Linked DNA regions of Sus scrofa: all the other regions are linked to region 1. The links are chromatin contacts, called in public Hi-C maps. All regions are on one chromosome and are shown on one strand. The core of a region is the stretch at or near the end of the contact, and the rest is flanking DNA. Distances in the headings are between cores, read along the strand shown. Region 1 has its middle 67 kb from the start of UGP2. Region 2 overlaps MDH1 (malate dehydrogenase 1, NAD (soluble)). Region 3 has its middle 5.9 kb from the start of MDH1.

The links. Hi-C and Micro-C count contacts between places; a contact is called where the count stands out from the background.
Region 2: a Hi-C map of liver shows a contact between it and region 1, with 1.7 times the contacts expected there. The contact joins two enhancer-like sites. A contact is called at or near these places in 2 of 47 Hi-C or Micro-C datasets (liver and skeletal muscle).
Region 3: a Hi-C map of liver shows a contact between it and region 1, with 4 times the contacts expected there. The contact joins two enhancer-like sites. A contact is called at or near these places in 2 of 47 Hi-C or Micro-C datasets (liver and skeletal muscle).

What each region holds. Positions count from the first base shown.
Region 1 is chr3:78,096,341-78,099,469 of Sscrofa11.1, forward strand. No RefSeq gene overlaps it. Among named protein-coding and RNA genes, the nearest start is that of UGP2, 67 kb to the left of the region's middle. Within about 2 kb of position 1,256, at least 10 of the 83 cell types and tissues checked have an H3K27ac peak or open chromatin away from gene starts, as enhancers often do. A contact at or near this core is called in liver, where this site is marked.
Region 2 is chr3:78,247,169-78,250,310 of Sscrofa11.1, forward strand. It overlaps MDH1 (malate dehydrogenase 1, NAD (soluble)), which reads right to left. Exons shown (of 8, transcript NM_213874.1): 5 at 1,956-2,132; 6 at 1,380-1,493; 7 at 738-827; 8 at 61-186. The coding sequence ends at 61. Among named protein-coding and RNA genes, the nearest start is that of MDH1, 14 kb to the right of the region's middle. Within about 2 kb of position 1,518, at least 4 of the 83 cell types and tissues checked have an H3K27ac peak or open chromatin away from gene starts, as enhancers often do. A contact at or near this core is called in liver, where this site is marked.
Region 3 is chr3:78,267,594-78,270,312 of Sscrofa11.1, forward strand. No RefSeq gene overlaps it. Among named protein-coding and RNA genes, the nearest start is that of MDH1, 5.9 kb to the left of the region's middle. Within about 2 kb of position 1,383, at least 75 of the 83 cell types and tissues checked have an H3K27ac peak or open chromatin away from gene starts, as enhancers often do. A contact at or near this core is called in liver, where this site is marked.

The DNA of each region.
Region 1 (3,129 bases), core at 6-2,505:
GTCAGTAGAGAAAAACTGTAAAAAATACTTGTCCCATTTTTTTCCCCTGGGAGTAGGGAGGTGCATGAAATGATAGAGACAAGGATATAGGCCTCCATATTCTGTGATTTGTTCTTGCATCAACCCTAATATATGGGATACAGTGTCCCAGTGCCAACTGCTGGGTTCTTATATCATACCCAGATTGACCCATCTTTCCTATCACATCCCTCCTCTCTCCCACCTCTGCCCCATGCTCTTTGTTTTTCTTTTGTTAGTTTGTTTGTCTTTGTCTTTATTTGTCTGTGTGTGGTTGTGGTCTTGTATGATGATATTTATTTAGGGTCTGAGTGGCAGAATTACAGGCATACTTACAGACAGATGTATGTGATACCAAAGTCTGGCAATGTCAAGAGCAGATGGCAATATAGTTGGTTAAGCAAAGAAAGAAGTGAGATTTAAAAATGTGAGAGTAGCCAAAGCAAGTAAAACTTGTATGCACCTGTTTATAATTTTTGAAAATCTTTTGCAGGGTTGGTATACTAAAAAGTAATAACAAAAAGAAAGCAGGAGGAGTTCCTGTTGTGGCTCAGAGGGTTAAGAACCTGACTAGTATTCATGAGAATTCAGGTCTGATCCCTGGCCTCGCTCAGTGGGTTAAGGATCTGGCATTGCCACGAGCTGTGGCATAGGTAACAGATGTGGCTCAGTTTTGGTGTTGCTGTGGCTGTGCTGTGGGCTGGCAGATGCAGCTCCAATTTGACCCTAGCCTTGAACTTCCATATTCCACAGGTGCAGCCCTAAAAGAAAAAAAATAAATAAAAAGAAAGAGTATTTTTTTTTCCTTTCCTTCCTTCCTTCCTTTCTTTTTCAGTTGCACAACTAAACAACTGAACTGTGGTAGTTTATTTCTCTTGGTAAAAATAGAAATTTCTTTCAGATAATATTCATGCTGATTATAAATGACACAAGTGAATAAAATAGGGATGCTCTCTGTATTTAGCATTAGGAAGAAAGGAAGTCCTTCAGAGAGTTCTGGGAGAAACGCTGAAGATATACTCCAAGTTGTGGCTGCAAGCAGTTTTCACAGGCCTCCCACCACTGCTAAGTCTGTTAAGTTACAGAACCATATGTTTCTCTCAAGTATAGAAATATGAAGTTGGAAAGTTTACCAAGAAAAATTCTCCTGTCTCCCATGATATGTTTTGATCAGACTCCTTCTTGGAAAGTGCATTGACTAATGTCCTGCGAGTCATACCCGTCAATGACGTATTGCTCATTTTTGTTGTTTGTAATACTTGGCTGTACTGGAACATCATGGTCTGGAAAATACTACTTGTTTGTACATGTGCCTGGAAGAGCTGTGTAATTATTCTGGTTATAAAGTGTTGCAACATACGTCTGCAGACATGCTAGATGTCATGAATTCTATCTCAGGTTAAAAGAGAAAGAGCTAATGATATTGGCCCCCAAGTTTACTAATCAAATTGACTTAATATTTTGGTTCCATAGTCTAGTAATTACTTATATTTACTATCATTTTAACTAAAAGAAGTTGGATTGTGATTACTCCTCATGTTTACCTCCAGTTTTAGGAAATGTGCTCTGATGTATGCTTGTTATAAATAAATCTTTTAAAGAAGTCTGTTCTGGAAAAGCCAATGAAAATAAGTCATACACTTGATTCTTCACAGTTTCAGTGCCCTTAATTTGTAGATTTTTAAAGTAAGTAAAAATTACTTTGATCTAAGATAAAAACAAATCATCTCCAATCAACACATTTTTCATCTTTTTTGTCCAGTTACTTTACCACTAGGAATTGGTAGAAGAACTTCTCAGTCTGTTTTTCTTCTCTGCTTGCTTAAACACACTTTGTTTGTGGTATGAGAATCCAGGTGACCCTAGGCAAAATTACGAAGTAGCTAACATTTGTCTTGGATGCTGGCCTTTTCTTTCCTGAAGTCACCCTTACCCTTAGGGCCTCAATGCAAGCACTCTATTCTGAATTTTTCCTTTCAATTTCTAGTATCTCATACTGTAAGATCAGAGGTATCATATTTTCTTTGTCTGTTTAAATTTACCTGTTCTGTATTTATTTTCCTTAGGATCTGAGGATACACTAGTTCATGTAATTTTTTAAAAAGTCACAGCAGATGTACTCATAAGAAAGAGATAGAGTAATCATGGATCAAGGAATATCAGAATCTACTAGAAATGAAGCCCGTTTTTCATTTATATTGCCTTGATCACTCACTCATTTGACGTATCTATTGAGCACCTATACATTCCAGAAATTGTTCTAGGCACCTGAAATACATGGAGTACCAAAAGATAAAATTTCTTGTGCTTGTGGTGCTCACATTTGTACAGTATGAATCATGCTTTCTTATATTGTAATAACATCAGTGCATGCAATTTTGATTTTTTTCATACTATTTCCTCTGATCATACTTTATGTCTTGTCTGTATTACTTGATGAGACACAATTTAGTGTCTTAGATGTGGTCATTGAAGTGGCCAGTCAGTGATAGACTTGTTTCTCATTAAATTTGGAAACAAAGTGAGGGTCTGACAGGTTAAAGTTTACCATTTTCATATAGAAAAGAGGATGCAGATCAGGATCTAATGAGTCTGTACTCAACACAATTTGAAACCAGCAGTATCATGAGCAAATCCTAGCCATTAAAATTTCTTCAGGACTCCTAAAGCTTTGGATTAAAATGCCTATTTAGATGCCCTCTTTAAAACTGTATAAAGCCATCTTCCTAAAGACATAATGAAACTGAATTTTTTAATTCAAATATTCACTTTCTGCTTACTTGGTTATCACATAGAGAAACAAAATGAAATGAGAACATAAAATTTGAAGAAGGAATTTGTCTGTAGAGAACATATACCCTTTTAAAAAACATTAAGCTAAGCCAGATCAGTTTGATTAATCTTATTTTCAAAACATGAAGCTGTGCTACCAAATGTGTGCTCTGTTTTTCCTAATAAAAATTTATGTACTGGTACCATGATCATTCTGTCTTGAGATATTTTTAAAATGTCTTTGTCTTGCTACACAATCATATAAAAACCCAGTATTAAATAATTCAAGTTCCTCCTTAGGACCTAAATTAAAACTTGTAAGATTCATATTAGGGGACA
Region 2 (3,142 bases), core at 268-2,767, 150 kb after region 1:
AAAAGGACATTTAGATTTTTCAGCTTTGGGGCATTTAGTAACATTGAAATGATTGTTTAATCAGGCAGAGGAAAGAAATTCAAATGCAGTTTCTTTTTCTTCTGCTAGTTCCTTTGCAGTGAGGTCCATCTTCTCACGAGAGAAATCATTAATAGGGAGACCTTCAACAATTTTCCAGGTCTTATCCTGTTTGAAAATAATTACAGATGAGAGATTTATAATTAAACTAGAATTGATATTCCAGCAAGCAACAACTTAGTTTGAACTTAATCCAGAAGTATGTTTTAAAATCTGATTCTAAAGATGCAAATCAAAATCCAGATCTTAACAGATATTTCCAATAAAAACTCAACATTTGAATTTGAAATTCATTGAATCTAGAAAAAAATCTTTAAATGAGGCTTTACTTAGCAAACATAAAAAACTACTGACTTCAGTAAAGATACAATACAGAGCAACCATGAGAACCACTGCTTCATTTCAAAGTAAGCGAATACTTGTTGGTGTCCAGTATTAGAGTCATAATAACAACATATATCTAGTCAGAAGAGTTGAAAGTTGCTTTCCAGATTAATTTCAATATTTTAGTGACCTGAAGTTATGATTCACATGATTTTAAAACTGAGGAAAATATCTAATAAAGGAACAACCTTCTAGACTAAATCATACCATTATTCATAAAAATACACAATTACTTTCCCCACAGGGACGGAGGAAAATAACCTCAAATACCTCACCTTGATTGTAACAGGGAATGAGTAGAGCAGATCATCAGGAACACCATAGGAGTTGCCATCAGAGATAATGCCCATGGACACAAACTCTCCCTAAAAATAATTACAAGCAATGTTTTACATTCTCATGGCTAAGGGATTAGTTTACATAACCAACTGACAGATGAACTAACAAAAGTAAACCAGATGACAGGTTCTTAATATGTGCATAATAACTTCATTGCTGTAATAAGGAACCATCACCAGGCACTTACACACAGGGCAACTTTCATGGTTATTATCTCATTCTACTCTTCTGATCTATGTGTGAAGCAGGCCAGAGAAATATAACCCTCATCTTATAAACAGAGGAGCTATGGCCCAATAGAGGCTTTAAGAAAAATGTCCCCTCAACTGTGTGTACTGGGTGATTTCCACAAAACATCTCATTACCCTCAAAACCCTGTGAAGTAAATGCCATGTAAAAGATGATGAAACAGCTCAGAAAGGTTAAGCAACTTTTCCAAGGTTACTCGGCCAGCCAGCAACTGAGCTGGGATATGAACCTAACCTGCCTGACTGCAAGGCTATGTTTGTTTCTGTTTTTTACATTATGGAATCAGAAAACAAAAATAGAGTGGCCTGTGCAAATCACTGCGTCCTCACCTCTGGGGTTCCAAACCAGATGTCTCTGACATGGTCACAAATGGCTTTTGCCGCAGACATTGCACTGGACAGTTTTCGAGCCTTGATGACAGCAGCACCGCGCTGCTGCACAGTCTGGGTGGGGCAGGCAGAGAGAGAAGTATTACTCCTGGGGTGAAAGACTGCAAACCACAGCTTAATGTGTCCCCTCCGAGGTCAGGCAACTACCCTATGTCAGCCTTTTTAATCTATTTCAGTTGTAAACGCCAGTCCTCCTGAAAAGGAAAACTGCAAATCCTCAAAGAAAGTTTACCACACTTCATACAAAGAAATGGATCTCTGTAAGACAGCTGAATGACTGGAGGTGATTTAGTTTTTTCTCACTTTAACAATCAATCTTGATGGCTACACAACAGATCAGACTGAATTATGACTGGCTTAGTATGATCCCCAAAAGAAATATGCACTCATCAAAGGATGCTGTCCTTGAGTTTCCTCCCACCACCCTTAGAGAGACACCCAGGTCAGTAAGGTGGTGTGTGTCTCTTAAGAGTTCTTGATGTTTGGCTGTGAAGAGCGCTCCTGGATTTTTCTCACCGTGATGAACTCTCCCTTGAGCCAGCTGTCATCCTTCACAGCTTCATAAACACCAACTTCCTTTGCCTGCAGTTTCACCTTGGCATGGTTGACATCTGGATACTGAGTTGAGGAATGGTTTCCCCAGATGATGACATTCTTGACATCATCAGAAGTCACACCAAGTTTGAGAGCAATCTAGTTCAAGAGAAAACAAGTATATTCCAAAGATAAATTTTTTTAACTTCAAATTGTGACCTGTTTGACAAATTGCCTTAAGATAAAAAGCCTCTGAAACATTAAGAGAACACAAAGAGTTATACTGATTTGTAAAAAACAAACAAAAACAAAACCCCACAAAATTTTTTGCTTCACTTCCCCAAATGGTTTAATAGTGTAAACAAAATCTGAGCCTGAAACACTACAGGAAATAACATTTAAGAGTAGAGAGCACCTTACAGTTTGTAATAACTTCTTTGTACATTGGGTTTATCAAATATAAAACCCCAAGAAAGAGGTTAATATTGCTTGAATATGTCAATGTGACTTTGCTTTATTGTTGATATTTGGAGATGTCTCCTCAGCATTTCTGAGCAATCAGATATTTAGATAATTTCTCCTTATTTAGGTGAGGCTTTTAATCTATCTGTATATAAAAATAAATAATTTTCAAATTATACTAAATATGAAATTTTTGAGTTGTAAAGGACTCAGATACCAAAGAATGGCTGTTCTCATTTTAAAAATTAGAAAACTGAAGATTCAAATATAACATGCATATGATACTAAAATTATAACAGAAGTAACAACCTCTAGTGGTAGGTTCAGAAAGCACTTTAGGATCCTGTATGGCTGGTAGTCACATGAACATCAATTATGTTATGTAGTACAGTAGTCACAGAAAGAGCTAGAAAGTTTATGTTTTGAAAATATAAATAAAATGAAATCGGCTTATTTTAGTATTCGTTTGATAAGGTAATGGGCAGAAAAGAAAACATGGTTAGTTGTATGTATATAGGCACAACTCCTCTTTTTGTGCTATGCTTTACTGAACTTCGCAGATAATGCATTTTTGCAAATGGAAGGTTTGTGGCAACCCTGCACTGAGGAAGTCTATTCCCACCAATTTTCCCAACAGCATTTTCTCATTTCATATGTCTGTGTTGCATTTGGTAATTCCCACAATATTTCAAACTTTTTCATTATTT
Region 3 (2,719 bases), core at 133-2,632, 170 kb after region 1:
CTGGCTAGGGATGCCTTCACTGCAACGCGTCCTGGCATTATAAAAGGAGATCAAGGAGCAGGTTTTAAATAACATTTCGTGAAATTAGATATGGCGGAAACACTTCTCCCGAAAACGTAGACTGTAAGCCGAAGCACCTGGTGAGCTCTACCTCTGCAGTGAGGGCTTCTACAAAAGCCCTTAAAAACGCTGTGGGCTTAAGAGGAGAAAAAGAGGTTAGGTAACAACACCCCCTCCCATTTCAACCCTTATCATCCTTATCAAACCCCATTTCGTGGTTTGGAGAAAATCCGCAGCTTCGTATTTTGTACCCCAAAATGCAGCAGGACTGAGATCGCGCCTCTCCTAGGACAGCGATTCTCTAGTGTCTTTCTAAGAGCCCCAGCTGGAAATCAACCCCTTTCCAATTACTGGGTCACTGCGACAATCCCCAGAAGAGAAGTTGGAGCTTTCCACAGGGTGCGAGGGACAATGCCTTACACAGCTTTCCCCCAGTAATTGTTCAAGCAAGAGAAACACGACAAACGGGCGCGAAGGCCGGAGGTGGGCAGGACACAGGGGCCCACACTCACCATGATTGGTAACTGCGCGCGCACTTCCAGCACCTGCAACGTGAGCTTCAGGCAGTCGGGTCACCTCTATCGCGGAACCGGCTCAGAAAGGGCGAGTAGTGTTGGAAAGTAAAGGCGCAGCTCCCCACCGCGGAGCCCTCTGGGAACTGTAGTTTACGATGCCCGGATCCGGGCGCAATATCCAACGTTGTTCCTTCAAGTGTTGAACTACACTTCCCGCGGCTAGAGGGTCTTCTCACTCCCTTTTGCCTGCGCTCTTCGCAGATTGCAAAGTAGTCCCCGAGGGCGAGCCTCTGTGATTGGAGGAGGCGATGAGCGGATGATTTAGGCTTGGGGGAAAGGACCTGCCGGATGGCGCCCGGCAATTGGCGGGAGGAGAAGCGCATGTTAACCGAGGGAGGAGAGACAGAGTCCCCCAACTACTGGTGCGCTACCGAGACTTTATCCTCCCCAAAGGGTAAACGTGGGAGGTAAGGAGACCTTCCGCTGCGTAAAGCCAGCTCGACCCGGAAGCAAAATCTTTTTAAAATTTGACATTATGTAGGGGCGGGAGAAATTGACGCGTGGGGAAATCAGGCTGGCTTCTCGGTTGCTAAGCGACGAGGTGGGAGAGCGCGCGCTCTTACCCGCAGCTACCGAGTAGTTGGGAAAACCGTGCAGCCTCAGCTCCAAGACTGAGAGGACGGAACGAGCGCACCGCATCCTCCAGGGCCCCTTCTCTTTAGCCGGGAGACCCTCGCCTTGTAGTGTCCGGTGACGTGTGAAGTTTGCGGGAACGCCCCCAAGAGGCGGCCAAAAGCCACGCGTCCTCCACACTCCGTAGGCAGGTGATTCCCGGCCTGGAAGCTAGTGGTCTGTTCGTTCACTTTTGAGTCCTGAGTACGGTTGTGCGTTGCCTTTTTCAACCTGGGTCCTGATCTTCTGAGCTGGTGTGCGCGAGCTCGCCGGTTCCTCTCTCGGCCTAGAGTGTTAGTGTAACAGCGTAGTGCCATGAAATTCGCGCCATTTGCAGCTGTAAGATGCAGCTCTTTTTTAATTTTGTATAATTTTTTAATAGTTATTTCCACAATACAATTTTTTTTCCTACTGTGCAGCATGGTGACCCAGTTACACATAACATATACACATTCTATTTTCGCACATTATCATGCTCCTTCATAAGTGACTAGACAATGTTCCCAGTGCTACTACACAGCAGGATCTCATTGCTAATCCATTCCAAAGGCAATAAGTTTGCATCCATTAACCCCAAGCTTCCCAACCACCCGACTCCCTCCCCCTCGGCAACCACAAGCCTGTTCTCCATGTCAATGATTTTCTTTTCTGTGCAAGGGTTCATTTGTGCCGTTTATTAGATTCCAGATATAAGTGATATGTGGTATTTGTCTTTCTCTTTCTGACTTACTTCACTCAGGATGAGAGTCTCTAGTTCCATCCATGTTGCTGCAGATGGCATTATTTTGTTCTTTTTTATGGCTGACTAGTATTCCATTGTGTATATATACCACATCTTCCTAATCCAATCGTTTGTTGATGGACATTTGTGTTGTTTCCATGTCTTGGCTATTGTGAATAGAGCTGTGATGAACATGTGGGTGCATGTGTCTTTTTTAAGGAAAGTTTTGTCCAGATATATGCCCAAGAGTGGGATGATGCAGCTCTTTTTAAGTGAAGAATACTGAGTTCCAGCTTCGTGGGAAGTGAAGCCCCTTCATTCCTGGAATTTACAGTATAACTTTTTCTCTGTGTCCTCTGAATGCTGACCCTTTTGTCCGTTCTTTTTTGGAAACTGGATGCTCTTTAAATTATACCAAACCAGCATTTCTAAGGAAAGTGTGGCAGCTGAATGAGAGACACTGGTTGTTTCAGGCAGAGTCTCAGCTGGTAAAATAACGAGGTTTTCATTTAAAATTAATACTGCTCAAGAAAATTGTTGTGTTCTTTGAAACCTTACTTCATGTGGCTCTGCAAAGGAACATCTGATGGTCTGGAATAACACATGTGTAATACAATATCTCTAGTAAATAACATTGGTGTAACTTCTGATTTTTCTCATTGGTAATTGAATGCCAGCTGATATCTTTCAGTTTTTCTCTCTTCCATTTTGGAAGATTTACCATTATGTAAAAGAAGCATAACCTTACTTT